Regions from separate parts of the Astyanax mexicanus genome. Here region 1 is linked to region 2. A link is a contact called in public Hi-C data. All regions are on one chromosome and are shown on one strand. Each heading gives the region's core, a stretch centred on a gene start, on an enhancer-like site or on the middle of the called end of the contact. The rest is flanking DNA. Distances are from core to core; before and after follow the strand shown. Region 1 holds the start of bcas3 (BCAS3 microtubule associated cell migration factor). Region 2 holds the start of tbx2b (T-box transcription factor 2b).

Region 1 (4,529 bases), core at 1,490-3,989, 510 kb before region 2:
TAATTTGGGCAAAAATAATAAAACACGAACAGCAGCTGTCAGATACAGTCTATATTTACAGATACTTCATTCATACAGGGGTACAGCTCATTTCAGTGGGTCAATAAATCAATAAATATTAATCGATAGATAATCGTTTATTCATTCACTGCTGTTTAGCTAGGTTATGTTACTATGGTAACTAGCTTTAGCTAGTTAAGGTTAAGGTTATGGAGAAGAGGCTAACGGTAGGTTAGCTTCAGTTAGCTGTGTTTACCTCTGCAATATACAGCTTTTATTCGCTGTAAACGCGGTTATTTTAGCTCAGCTCTGTTCCTGCATTTAATTATAAGAGTTTAAAGCCCTGCTGTATGTTTGTCTGAGTCTGTTATTCCCTGTGTTTTAGTATATAAGCTATTTATTTATTAGTTAAACGGTGTAAACACATAGACAGTCTCTGTGTTTGTATCTTAGCTGCTGCAGCGGAGCAGCGACCTTGAGTTACTAAGCAGAAGAATAAGGATATAAGGATTATTAAGCGTTATTCAGGGTAATCTGTGTAAATTAACTAAATTAAAAGAAGGTCTTACCAATAACTGAGCATTATCTCATCGCAGCTTCAGTCAGGTTGTTGTATTTCAGTCACTAAAACACAGAGAAATGTCTCCCTGCGATCGTTCAGTCCAGCCTGACAGCACCCACACTTCCTGTACTCACACAGCACAACACCCCTCTATCTATATCTATCTATATCTATATATATCTATATATATCTATATATATATATATATATATATATATACAGCTCTGTAAAACTAAAAACAAGATATCACTTAAAAATGACGAGTTTCTTTGATTTTAGCAAACTGAAAACCTCTGGAATAAAATCAAGAGGAAGATGGATGATCACAAACCATCAAACCACCAAACTGAACTGCTTGAATTTTTGCACCAGGAGTAAAGCAGCATAAAGTTATCCAAAAGCAGTGTGTAAGACTGGTGGAGGAGAACATGATGCCAGGATGCATGAAAAAAAAACTGTGATTAAAAACCAACCAGGTTTATTCCACCAGATATTGATTATTTCTGAACTCTTAAAACATTTTATGAATATGAACTTTTTTTCTTTGCATTATTTTAGGTCTGAAAGCTCTATATTTTTTTTCCTTATTTCAGACATTTCTCATTTTCTGCAAATAAATGCTCTAAATGACAATATTTTTTATTTTATATTTTTGGAGAAATGTTGTCCATAGTTTATAAAATAAACAACAATATATAATTATATTATTATATATTTATATTTCATATATTTCATTTGGAAATGCACTAAAAAGTGCAGAAAAATACTGTTATATTGTAATACATTGCTCTACTGTATCCTTATGTTTTATGTGTTGGCTCCATCTTGTGGCTATAATGGGTATGTTCAGTTCAATCACTATATTAGCTCAGGACTAGTCTTAATCCCTGTCTGGGAAACTGGGCTTTATGATTAGGAGCTGGGAACAGCATAAAACAACTAATGAACAGGGGTTCTAGATGGGACCTACGTGAAATCAACTCAAGCTCTACTAGGCCCCTGTAAAAAAAAATGCACACTACACACACGTTAGCCCCACATGAGCATGTTGACAGAGTATAATATTTATGTATATGACTGCAAAATACAGTCAGTAGAATGGTGAGGTTGTCAAATTAGAGTAATGTTTCAGCACAACACTGGATTATCACAACACTGATTACCACATGCAAAACACAAGGTTTAATATTTGGCCATATAACAAACACACAAGCTTTACTGTAAATAGACAAATAATTAAATCTCAGCTTTAAAAATTAAATCTTGCTTTATTTACATATTATGAAAATAAATGACACAATAAAAAGTAATTTTTTGCAGCATTTTTGTAGCCCTTGTGGTACATGTACTGTATTTACTTTGGCCAAATATGTGCAACGTGACCTGAACTGCCCCTACACACACACACACAGTACACACACCACACACACAAACATATTTTTCTTTTAATCACCACCAATTACAGTATAAATGGAGAAAAAATCAGTGCTTTAAAAAAAGGAGAAAAGGTTAAAGTGCATCATGATTAATGCAACTTTCAATTAAAGAATAAGAGGTGATACACATGCATATGACAAAGGAGCATAATAAATACATTTAAAGGACAAATAATATATTTTTATTTTTTATTTTATTGCTTTACCATATATGGTAATAAAAGATATAAAAAATAAAAATATATAAGCAACTTCACAAATAAACATATCGAAAGAGGGTCTGCATTTTCCTTTTCTTTTACAAAAGAATAAAAATATGATGTTTACTATTACATTTAACTACATATGTACGCTTTTATTCAGAGCTTTTTCTTACGCAAGTGCTTAGTCATTCATTTGGGAGTATTTATCCAATATAACAATTACATTAATTAAAATAAAAAAAATAATTTAAATAAATGCATGCGTCTGTATGATAATGCTATTTATTTATTTATTATTATTATTATTATTATTATTATTATTATTATTTTATTTATTTTATTTTTTTTAAGACAATCCACTGTGTATAGTTACATTCCTCTAAACTTTATTGTTTATTCCAAAGTGACTGAAAGAAACGATGCAGCTCTTGACTCAATCTGATTGGCTTTGAACGTGGAAGCTGTACCGCCTCCAGCGCGATGTGATTGGTCGGTCGCCCGCGGCGCGGCGCTGCCATTGGTTCTTAGGTTTGTTGTTTCCGCTGTACGTAGCCTGCGCGGTGTTGTTGTCGCGTTTTGGGAAGATCTGTGTTTATAGAGCTGAATTGAGGCGCAGCGCTGCAGGTGAGTGTAAATATGAGTGTAAATTGTTTTTATTCCCGCTGTTTGAGCGGAGCGGTGTGTGTGAGGGAGTCCGGGGTCTGCAGATATTACTGTCTGTGTTCAGAGTAATGCTGGGTCTGTGTGTCTGAGAGAGAGGGACAGTTAGCCGCTAACAGCTAAAGCTAAGCTATGATGAAATGTCTGAGGGAGATAAACAGCTGATAAGAGTTTATATCTGTTTTCTGCTGCATTAAAATATAGTTTAAAATAATGTTTAACTGTGAATAGGTATATTATGAAATGTGTTGAAAAAGAATGATAGATAGCTTAGGTAACTTAACTAGCTTCATGCTGTTTTTAAAGTAGACCAAAATAACTGTTCACTGAAGTAGCTAACTAGCTAACTAGTTATTTAGTTAACTAGCAAGCTAAATAATATTTATTTTCACTTCACAAAGTACAGGTGTAAAGGTGAATGAAAACGTTGTGAGCAGGTTCCCACTAGCATGCAGAGAACAATATTTACAACACAGTAGAATAATAAAATAAAATAAAAAATAAACAGTTAAGCTTACAGTATACACAACTCACACAATAACAATAAACACAATAACTTGCACTATAGACAAACGGCTAACTAATTCACATGCTAGTAGTAGGATTTGATAGTGTGGATGGCTAGAACTTATACTGTGTTGATATTATAGATTAATAGTCAGTATGCCTCTTATTTTGCTTATATAATTATTTCTGTATTATATGCACAATGGTTTAAGGAGGTATTGCTAACTAGCTAAAGCTAAGCTATGCTGAAATGTCTGAGGGAGATAAAACAGCTGATAAGAGTTTAATAGCTTAATTATAAAATGTGTTGAAGAAGAATGATAAGTTAGCTTAGGTAACTTAACTAGCTTCATGCTGTTTTTAAAGTGGACCAGAATAACTGTTCACTGAAGTAGCTAACTAACTAACTAGTTATTTAGTTAACTAGCAAGATAAATAAGATTCAAGATTAAATATATTTATTGTAACGTCACAAAATACAGGTGTACAGGTAAATGAAAAAGTTTGTGAGCAGGTTCCCACTAGCATGCAGAGAACAATATTTACAACACAGTAGAATAATAAAATAAAAAACAATATACACAGTTAACCTTACAGTTTACACAATATACACAATACACACAATAACTTGCACTATAGACAAAGAACTAACTAATTCACCTGCTAGTAGTAGGATATGATAGTGTTGATGGCTAGAACAGTAGTAAATTTTTAATTAGATTAGCTAATTTATACTTACTTATACTTTGTAGATATTATATATCAGTATGCCTGTTATTTTGCTTATATAATTATTTCTGTATTATGTCCACAATGGTTTAAGGAGGTATTGCTAACTAGCTAAAGCTAAGCTATGCTGAAATGTCTGAGGGAGATAAACAGCTGATAAGAGTTTATATCTGTTTTTACTGCTGCACTAAAATATGCTTTTAAATAATGTTTTTCAATTGTGAATAACTTAATTATGAATTGTGTTGAAGAAGAATGATAGCTTATTTAGGTAACTATAGCTTCATTCTGTTTTAAAGTGGACCAATAACTGTTTTTACTGAAGTAGCTAACTTACCCAACTAGCTCAATAAGTAACTAAGCTAACCAACCTGCGAGTAGTATTTCTTACACTGTTAATTCATATTTTATAGTTTTATTTTACATTTCTAA
Region 2 (4,981 bases), core at 965-3,464:
TTTGAGAAGGGAAAGTGTCCCAGTGTTCAACTGCTTTAAGAAAATTCTAAAAATCATTTTTTCAAAAAATCAATTTTCAGCTTTAACTTTTTTTTTTTTTTATCCAAAAATACACTACATACACACTCAAACACCCCTTCCTATAGTGCAGAAAGCCCTAAACATACTAGTCCGTACAGTGCAGAAGTACTACACAACTGTGCCAAACATTTATAAATATTTAAATATTTAGTCCTATCACACTTTAGCACGACTGTATAAAACGCTGGTAAAACGTTTCGTTTAAGCTCCTACCTGAAGCTCATTACACCATATGAGAATACATTTGAAGGTGTATCAAAAGTAACCTCTACACATAACACATATGAAATAAGTCATATATAATAAGTCATATATAATTATTATGTATTATTATTGTGTATTAGTAAACATTAGAGTCGATTTGAGCTTTATCAATATTATATACGACTATTATATACGACTATTCCCAATATGTGCCTATAAGAAATCGTATCATATTAGATACATACCTGCGACTAGTATAAAGCTATATACACAACTATACGTGAATAACAAATACATTAGATATGTGTGAAAATATGTGAGAAATGTCTCTGTAGAAATCTGTTCCAATGTACAGCATAAGAGAAACCCTTAAAGCGTATATTAGACATTATGTCAATATATGTGCATTTCATGAGAAAATGACTACTACTGTCACAACTGTTTCAGTAATAGAATACGTAGGTTATTAATAACATACTAATAGTCTTGAGTTGCGCAAGACTGTCTGTATTTACTTCCAAAATAATACTAGTAATATTACAATAAAATGAAAAAGGAAATATTTTTGTGTGTTCAATGTTAATAATTAAGAAATAAGTTTAAACTGCATTTTTATTTCAAGGAGGTCCACCCATGCTTTCAAACAGTTTAGCTCAGGTTAGCCTAAAAAAGACGAATAAACTCACCCACAGCTGGTGGATCTCCACCCCGCTGCTGCTCTCCAACAACACCGCTCCAACACCGCTCCATCCCCGCGTCGCTCCCGGGTTCTTCTGCCTCTAGTCCTCCTCCTTCTTCTCCTCCTCTTCTGCAGGAGGAATCACATTCTCGTTTCAAAATGATTGTCTGATCATTTGGACGAACGAGACTTATTAAAGATTAAGTCGTCTATTCTGAGTCTCCAGCCCTGGAGACACGGAGCGCCGCAGTGTTTTCAGTGATCTAATAGTGATCTTATAACCATATAGGCTGCGCTCGAGACGATTTCACGTGTTTGTAAACACGCGCGTCCGCTGGCGAAGTGAATCCGCTGCTGGTGGTGCACGAGCGGTTTGAAGCTTTAGCTGGTTCGCTCGGAGGGTCGTATTGTGTGTATGTGTGTTTTTACTTCATCATGGTGAAAAGAAAAGAAAAGTAAAGTAAAGAAAGCGCACTTTGCTCTTTTGGCTTCTCGTGCTCGAGCTCCGTGGCAGATATGGAGGTGAGGGTTTGGGGATCAGACAGCGCGGGGCAGGCGGCCGTCCTGTCCGCCGCCTTCAACAACCCTCCGCGCGCTGCCCGGCCTCCTCCACGCGGGGGTGGGAGCTCTTGGAGCCGCGCTGTCATTGGTTAATATTTTATTCTGTTGACATGTTTTCTTACTGCTAATGCTTCCGACACCTTTCCCGTCCGCCCTCCTCCTCCCCTCCCCTTCACCTCCTTCATCCACCCCCCCTTCTCAGGCCTGGCCCGAGCTGTCAAAACCACGCCTATAGAGAGCCACAATTGGTCCAGAAAGCGTAAAATCAGCAATCAAGGGGGCTTGGTTCATTAGAGTTGGGAGTCCAAGCAGGAAGGACGTGGGAGAGACAGTTGCACTCGGACAGAGGTTGGATGTGAGCGAGTTGTCTTGGTCTGGTGCTCGAGTTCGGATGGCCAATCTGCATCGAAAAGAAGGGTCTTGGTCATTTTTGGTACGAGGAGGACAGCAGCAGCAGGGAGGGAAAAAGTGGAAACCCTAAAATTTGCTGTACAATCCTCGTATGTCTTCACTTTGACTGGTAGTAGTATTCGGAGTGTCTCCTCTAACACCACTCCTCCTTTGCTTTCTTTTCCACGCGTTTCCACGTCCCTCCGTCGCCTTTTTGCAACGCGATCGAGAGAAATAGGACCAGCCTACTACCCCGCGCTCTCGGTCCCGTTCCCGCTGCTGTTCGGCAAGACGAAAGCGGAGATCCTGCTCCGCTCCTCTGGAATACGCGAGGAAAAACAACAGCTCAGCCCCCGATCCCGTTTCCCCTCAGCGAGTTTTGGATGCACCGATGAGAGATCCAGTCTTTTCAGGCACTGCCATGGCTTACCACCCTTTCCACGCTCACCGGCCCACCGACTTCCCCATGTCAGCCTTCCTGGCGGCCGCGCAGCCCTCCTTTTTCCCCGCGCTGGCTTTGCCTCCCGGTGCGCTTACCAAGCCCATCCCGGAACACGCGCTGGCCGGGGCCGCCGAGCCGGGACTGCACCCGGCGCTTAGTCACCATCAGGCGGCTCACCTCCGCAGCCTTAAGAGCCTCGAGCCCGAGGAGGAGGTGGAGGACGACCCGAAAGTCACACTGGAAGCCAAGGATCTATGGGACCAGTTCCACAAATTAGGAACTGAAATGGTTATTACGAAATCTGGAAGGTAATTTCATGTCGCTTTTTATACTGAGATCACACTTTAACATTTAGTTTACACAATTACTTGGGAACGTTTGCTTTTGTTTTTTGTTTTTTTTTAGGCCCTACATTCATCGCTATATCCCCGTTTTATCTCCGTTTTTTGCCTCCCATATTTCTCGTTTTCCTGCTTTTAACATTTTCAGACGCTTTTCTGTATATGCGATCAATCAATAAAGCGAGAGTATAAAAAAACTATGCACTTGAAGGTTGTCCACACAGACATCCGTATGGTCTTTTACTGTTCGCTACACGGACACGCAACGTGGAAGTCACATCACACACAAGTGATAGGTTTAGTTCTTTAGGACAAAAAAAAAACGATTTAGCATTGTTTTCACAGGCCTGTGGGAACACATTCTACACATTCTAAGCAGTGGAGTTTTCTGCATTCTGAATTCTGAACTCTGAAGAAAAGCGTATTTCAGCCTTTATTGCTTTATTCGAAAGAGGAGATTTTGTTTTTTGTTGAAAACCTGCCACTTAAATATTTACATTCAATATATACAATTCTATGAATATATATTTATATAATATATTATTTTATTTTCGTAAATAAGTATACAAATGTAAAATGTATGAACCTGACTAACTCGTTTTGGTGAGAATTATGAATCATACAACAATACTGTTTTAACAAAAATGTTTTTGTTTCTGTACAGTTATTAATGTAATTTAATATAATGTGCTGCTACAAAATAATATGTTTGACAAACGTTAATAAACACACGCCTTTCACCTATACAGGAGGATGTTTCCACCCTTTAAGGTCCGAATTAATGGACTGGATAAAAAAGCCAAGTATATTTTATTAATGGACATCGTCGCTGCCGACGACTGCCGCTATAAGTTCCACAATTCACGTTGGATGGTGGCGGGCAAGGCCGACCCGGAGATGCCTAAGCGCATGTACATCCACCCGGACAGCCCTGCCACGGGAGAGCAGTGGATGGCCAAGCCTGTCGCATTTCATAAACTCAAGCTGACCAACAACATTTCGGACAAGCACGGATTTGTAAGTAGCCTGTTTATACTGCATTGCCGCTACTTTTCTTTCCAAAAGATGTTTTGAAAAGACATGGTACAATTATGCGGTGCTTTAAGAGATTTATTCATTTATTTGTTCATCAATATTGCTATTGATTTCCCCAGTATAGTAATACAAGTGACCTGTATTCTCAATTATATAATATTTACAATGTACAATTCGGGTTTTCCCCATTCACACACACACGGTTCGTCTACTATTCCGCTTTGGAATTGTGAATAATGCGATTATTGTCAGAGTGGTTGAGTAATGTGAACACTTCATTCTGAGTTTTTCTTGAACTCAGTTGCAGTAGGATATGGTTTATGGCAGATTCTCAAAGAACTGCGTGGTTCAGGGTGGAAAGTGACCGAAATCAGGTCAGAAGAGCGGAATTGTTCTGGAATCGCGCTATAATGAAACAACCAGACTCTCAAGCAACCTTGAGGGAAAACTGTATTAGGTTGTCCTCACTGAAGGCATTAAGCTTTCCAAGCGATGATAGACATTTTAAAACATGGTGGCTGGTAAAAAAAAAAAAAGTTCAGCGCTCAGCCGCGTGTGTGTAGTTGGGAGTAACATGCTACTTTCGTCGTAAACAAATCCTACAGGGTGCATAAATATATATATACACTTTACAGGCATGCATTTGACATCTGAAACGTTTTTTGTTTGTTTGTTGTAATGGTTGTTGCTGCTTGTAGCCTAGTTATATTTAAGGCTGTTCCGCCGTGTTTAGGCCTGCACAACTTAAGCCTTTCCGATTGATTGCACTGCTTTAACAGGCCCACTGTCATGTGACGTGTAAACCAAGTAATAATTTATTTATTATAATGTGATTTTTACGTTTGTTTATTTATGGTCACTTAAATGGAAAATTTGTGTTCTGTGTTTTGTAAAATGTAGGCTGCAGAAATAAATGCAAAAACATTTCTAATTCCGTTTCTCTCTCTATCTGTTTTGTTTTTGTTTTTCTCAGACTATACTCAACTCGATGCATAAATACCAGCCTAGGTTCCATATTGTGAGGGCCAACGATATTCTGAAACTTCCCTACAGCACATTCAGGACATATGTGTTTCCCGAGACCGAATTCATTGCTGTCACTGCCTATCAAAATGACAAGGTACGTAACCAACCATTTGCTTTAAAGAGGAAACAATTATTTGCAATGACAAGATTTGTCAGACTGACGCTTGGCTAAACCTGACTTAAACTAGCATTTGCCTTTTTGTGCTTTCCCTTGTATAAGTG

The links. Hi-C and Micro-C count contacts between places; a contact is called where the count stands out from the background.
Region 1: a Hi-C map of muscle shows a contact between it and region 2, with 13 times the contacts expected there. The contact joins the promoter of bcas3 here to the promoter of tbx2b in region 2. A contact is called at or near these places in 2 of 3 Hi-C or Micro-C datasets (both in muscle).

The regions. Positions count from the first base shown.
Region 1 is chr18:947,448-951,976 of AstMex3_surface, reverse strand. It overlaps bcas3 (BCAS3 microtubule associated cell migration factor), which reads left to right and starts at 2,739. Exons shown (of 24, transcript XM_022675301.2): 1 at 2,739-2,825. nlrx1 (NLR family member X1) reads right to left here and starts at 722. Exons shown (of 9, transcript XM_022675273.2): 1 at 570-722.
Region 2 is chr18:432,853-437,833 of AstMex3_surface, reverse strand. It overlaps tbx2b (T-box transcription factor 2b), which reads left to right and starts at 2,214. Exons shown (of 7, transcript XM_007258875.4): 1 at 2,214-2,665; 2 at 3,448-3,715; 3 at 4,707-4,853. The coding sequence starts at 2,307. LOC111193726 (a long non-coding RNA gene) reads right to left here and starts at 1,627. Exons shown (of 2, transcript XR_002650656.2): 1 at 972-1,627.